Regions from separate parts of the Hordeum vulgare genome. Here region 1 is linked to region 2. The links are chromatin contacts, called in public Hi-C maps. All regions are on one chromosome and are shown on one strand. The core of a region is the stretch at or near the end of the contact, and the rest is flanking DNA. Distances in the headings are between cores, read along the strand shown. Region 1 holds the start of LOC123426490 (protein LURP-one-related 7). Region 2 holds the start of LOC123426489 (60S ribosomal protein L35-4).

The links. A called contact is a pair of places that touch in the nucleus more often than the background predicts.
Region 1: a Hi-C map of seedling shows a contact between it and region 2, with 6 times the contacts expected there. The contact joins the promoter of LOC123426490 here to the promoter of LOC123426489 in region 2. A contact is called at or near these places in 2 of 6 Hi-C or Micro-C datasets (leaf and seedling) and 1 of 1 datasets of contacts at active chromatin or transcription factors (embryo).

The regions. Positions count from the first base shown.
Region 1 is chr2H:421,852,584-421,855,283 of MorexV3_pseudomolecules_assembly, reverse strand. It overlaps LOC123426490 (protein LURP-one-related 7), which reads right to left and starts at 1,288. Exons shown (of 3, transcript XM_045110330.1): 1 at 902-1,288. The coding sequence starts at 1,144.
Region 2 is chr2H:421,579,097-421,581,796 of MorexV3_pseudomolecules_assembly, reverse strand. LOC123426489 (60S ribosomal protein L35-4) reads left to right here and starts at 1,375. Exons shown (of 4, transcript XM_045110329.1): 1 at 1,375-1,484; 2 at 1,571-1,706; 3 at 1,819-1,975. The coding sequence starts at 1,481.

The DNA.
Region 1 (2,700 bases), core at 39-2,538, 270 kb before region 2:
TGAAAAGAATCCCCACCGAAGAGAGCTTCACTTACGACCATGGACGATGATGAAGATGATGATGGCCCACGAAACTTGAACAAGCCCAATGGAGACAAGAAGTCAATGGAGAAGATCAAGAGGGAACACGAGGCATCGAGCTTGCGGGACAAGTTGGAACCAGTGCCGCTGATGCTTTCAGTGCGTCCGGCTATGTTTTCCCATCAGGAGTTGGAACAAGTGCCGGTGATAAACACGGAGGCGGCGATGGCATCAATGGCGGTGGTGCGGAGTGAAGATCATGACGAGGGTGAAAAGCGACCAAGATGATGATGGATGTGGCCGTTGCTTTTGCATGAAGTCCTTTTGCGTTTGTCGTAGAAAACTATGCTTTTGTTTGCGCGCGAACTATGTTTTATTCTTTGAATCTGAACTCAATCATCGGAATCGCTGCTAAATTGGCTAATTTGGGGTTTTCCGTTTGCCGGGCAAAGCGGGCTGCGGCCGAGCAGACCCCGCGTAGCCGACTCGTAAAACATTGTGAATATGCTGTTTTACGGGTCAGCTACACAGGGTCCGCACGGCCGCAGCCCGCTTAAAACCGTTTTTCCGCAAACTGTAAACAAGTTTTGCGGGTTGACGTGGTCTGCTAGAGATGCTCTTCTGTCCTGAACTCTTCTGAAGTGTAGCATTTTTGCAGTAACCCAATTAATACGAATGAAGTGAGGATAAACAAATTGGAGCAATCTACTACTATTTCATTAGCAGAAGCAGTACAGTATTGCGTATCGCATACTTGAAGCTGAAACTTTCCTAAGCAACACCGGAGTAGACCCGAATTAAGAGGCCAAGTTGACTTGATGATGATGCAATCTCTCACTCAGAATTAAACCAGAGCAGATAGCCAAGCTGGAATCATCACCTCGCTACACCTGGCAGTGACCAGAGTGCTCCCGGAGGCGTCGAGGAGCGCCCTCCCTCCGCACCTTCGGCCGCAGCCGTCCGCCGCTGTGACGCGAAAGGCGAGGCCCCCGGACGGGTCGTGCACCGCCATGTCGCCACCGCCCCCGAGGCGCTTCTTGACGACCGTCAGATCGACCGGGACGACGGGCGCCGCCATGGGTACCGGCGGTGGGGCAGCGGCCGCGGCGTTTGACCTGTCCATCGCAAGGCGTTGGTTTAGGAAAAGGTGGTCGGTGGGGGCAGGAAGGAAAGGCGGATGATTCAAGAGTGGGTGGAAGAAGCGAAGAGGAGGCGAAATGTTTTTGGCTGGAGAGTGCTTGCAAGTTAGCGTTTGGCTTCTCCCTTGTCATTTGGCGAGGCCGACCAGAACCAGCTGACGTGGTCATTGGCATCTGATTATTCTTCCTTGAGCGGAATCAGATGTGCGTGATTAGGGCATCTTGGACGCCGTCCGTCAAATCGGGTACGCAAAACGTCCGTCGGATTCCGGGGACAGTGGACCCTATGCACCAAATATTTGTCCACATTTCAAGCGAATATTTAAACAACTAGACGAAATCATAAAAACGGATGAAATTTAAGCAAGTTTCATATATTACCTGCAAAACAGCCGCTATTTAACAGAGTCAACTAAGGCCCTGTTTGGAACCACCCAGATTATATAATACAGTTTTTATAATCTATTATGTCTCCACACATGACAGATTATGGTGTAGATTATAAAAACTAAATAGACAGATTATTAAAAACTCATAATCTACTCTACACCAGCTAAAATCAGATTATGGATTGCTAATGACCTATTACCCTTGTAAAGTTGAAGATAATTACAATCCTACCACCGCCACCCTCCTCTTTTAAAAAAAAAACAGGGGGCAGACAGGTCATTATGCAATGTAAAACCCGGATTACATTTTATATAATCTGGCCTCCAAACATGTCCACCTGGATTATTTTTATAAACCAGATTATATAATCTACCTTCATAATCCAGATTATCATAATCTATTGTGGTTTCAAACATGGCCTAACTTTTTTTAGAAGTTAAATTAAATTACACGAGGTACCGGACGGTGACCTCATAGGCACGGCCTTTGAGGCCACCAACACCTCCGGCGTCATCCCCGATGCCGCGGTCGTTGTTCTTCGAGCTCACGACTACCCAGGGATCGTGGTAGCCCTCAGCGTTCGTCACCGTGCGTACACGGTGAAGCCGCTCCTCCTCGCGCACACGATTGGCATGTCTGGCTTTTGATGACGGTTAGACGCACACTCCGGCCCACGTCGCCCACCTTGTCAGGGAAGGCAAGGTAGAACTATAATGACACAAAACTAAGACCCCCATTATTTTGTTATACTATTATTTATCTTGCATGTTGTGTGTGATGCTTGTCTTTAATTTATTTCTGCATCATGTCATCATCTTCATATCTTGTGATGGTTGTTTTTTTATTTGATCATGTGTTTGCAACTCCATCTACTTCTCCTTTTGATCCTGCAAAACTCTTATTCCAACTACCATCAAGATCTTGCAAAACTTAAATTTTGCCCAAAGCCATCTTCCGATTTCTTCTTCGTTTATTCATGTTTTACGTGTCATTTTTTACTTTCATAAAAAAAATGCTACAAAAATGTTCATAAATCACTACATAAGTGTAGAACATGCTCCCGAGAGTTTCATCCATGTTGCAATCATCTAGATGGAATTCAATCTGAGAAAAGATTGGTTTTAATTCAAAATCATTTACATTTTTATCT
Region 2 (2,700 bases), core at 126-2,625:
CGCCCTCAACCTCTCCTCCCACCTTGCTGGTTCAAGGCGTTGGAGACGTCACCGGGCTACACGTGTGTTAAACGCGGATGTGTCGTTGTTCGACACATAGACCGAAATCCATCGCGATCTGAATCGCTGCGAGTACGACTCCATTAACCGTGTCCATAGTAACGCTTTCACTTAGCGATCTTCAAAGGTATGAAGATGCTCTACCCCTTTGCTCGTTGCTGGTTTGTCCTAGATAGATCCTAGTGTGACGTAGGAAAAATTTGAAATTACTACGCTTTCCCAATAGTGGCATCTGAGCCAGGTTCTATGCGTAGATTCTATGATACAACGTTCTTCAGTATTTTGTTAACATTGATCTTTACCCTCACTCTGAAGAAATTCCCTTCAAACTCACGTGAAGCTCGCTCCGCATACACTAGCTCTCCTATCTTGACGACCAAAGATGGTATCTGTGATACATAACCATCATGAAAATCGTGTATTTGCGTCGAGATCTCTAGCATATCTAGCTTGATTGACGAGGGCTTCATGAACCCGTCATACCGCACTATCACCATCACATCTCCTCGCAAAGCCCACGACCCTTCTTCCATCATGCGTTCCGAGTCTCCAAAGCACAAGAATTGCAAAGTGTAGATATTATCCTCTAATGGTCGTATGTTAACCTTATGCGCGAGATCCCACGCCACCCTCATGTTCTTGTTGAACCAAAACTGGCTATAGGACCTTTCGTTATGAACCCTAGCAATAGCCATCCATCGCGTCGCCTCGGGCGGCACTACGTCGTGCTGCACCACCACGTCATCAAGGTCCTCTTCCGTGAGTCCCAATTCCTTCATCATTGCCTCAAGATAGCCCTTGTCGCCCGATCCGGAAACGTCAGTCGCCATGTTTTTCCCTAGCCCGACGAAACTCTCTCCCGGGCCTATTGTTCGAACCCTAGGCCGTCAATGTGCAAGCGAGCCGTGGCCAATATCGGGTAGCTACCTAGAGATCACCCCTTGTTCAATCCGAGTTAGATGATCGCCACGAAATTGTAGCAGGGAAGATCAATCTCTACGACGCCGGAAGTCGTCGCCGAGAGGAAGGAGACCCTAGCTAGAGGGAGAAAGTTAAATGGTACTCCTATTGCAGCATCCAACGGAGTTTTTTTTTTTTTTTTTTTTGAGACAAAGCATCAAACCGAGTAAAAACGTGAATAGAAATCGGGCTAAAAGCGCTTCTGGGCCTCCTAGAAAACGTGTTCTAATTTCTTTTGAGCTGGAGACGTGCGTGGGCCTATAGTTCACATACCGAGTGCTGGCCTAGGCCCAGAGGCCCCAAAGTCCATAATATCCTAGGGTTTCCCCTGTCTCAGGGGTTTCATCTTGCGCATCCCCCGTATATATAACCCTCACGCAGCCGGCCCCGTCTCTCCTCAGCGCCTCATTTTCATCTCCGCCCGCCGCCGCCGCCGCAGCAGATCAGCCCGCCAACAGCAATGGGTAAGGGGCTAACTCTCCGGCGTCTCTTATTGATTTGGTTCTATTGTACTTTCCGGATCTGACATTATCGTGGCCAACGGTGGCAGCCCGGATCAAGGTGCACGAGCTGAGGGGGAAGAACAAGACGGAGCTGCAGGGCCAGCTCAAGGACCTCAAGGCGGAGCTTTCCCTCCTCCGCGTCGCCAAGGTCACCGGCGGAGCCCCCAACAAGCTCTCCAAGATGTACTTGTCTCCCTGACCTCCTCCCGCCCCCACCCCGCTCATCCACCCCCATAGAGTAGCCCGTGCTTAGGTTTCCGTCGTGCTAACGGGTGGTTCTTGGTTTGACCCGCAGCAAGGTGGTGCGCACTTCGATTGCGAGGGTGCTCACGGTGATCTCACAGAAGCAGAAGGCGGCGCTGAGGGAGGCGTACAAGAACAAGAAGCTTCTACCGCTCGACCTCCGCCCCAAGAAGACCCGCGCCATCCGCAGGCGTCTCACCAAGCATCAGGTGATACTTTATTCCTCCCTGTCCATCTACTTGCGCTCTAGTTTATATTAAACATACTAGTGAAATTGTTTCTTTACCTGGAAGTGCTCTAGTTTGTATGTTATGCTAGTTTTCAAATTGTTTTCGTTAGATGGCGAGATCAGTAAAATTGGTATCGTAATGTTACTAATTCTGTTGTTCAATGTTACTACAATTTTTGGAAGGGCCCTCTTTTATATCTATATAATGATTTCGTAGTTCAACTGTGCTATAGATTAGTATCACGGCACTGCATTTGGTATGGCTTGTCCAGTCGTTTGCTGGGCCTTTTTGTTATGAAGTCATTGTAACCTGGCTGGTTGGATTAGCTTCTTAAGGATTGCCGTGTTTCTTTAGGTTGGACAATGTTCTTGTGTTGTTATGATGAAATACAGTATGAATTTGTGAGTGATTGGTTTTGGAAATTAGGATGCTGGTTTATTATATGTTTTCCATAGCACCTGAGTCTGTTTGATTCAGAGTTGTTTTTTCTCCTTGAGTTTGTTAATGGCATGTTATGTTTAACTGCCTGAATAGTTTCTTTGGAGTCTGTGTAGCAATCTATGCTCACTAAGAACTGTTAATCATTTGTCCCACTTTAAACCATTGCTGAATGTTCTGTGTTTTCAATCTGAGGGGACTGGTTCTCGCTACATTGTGCTTTGCTGTTTTCTATCAGCCAATTCAACTGTTTGTGGTCATTTTGG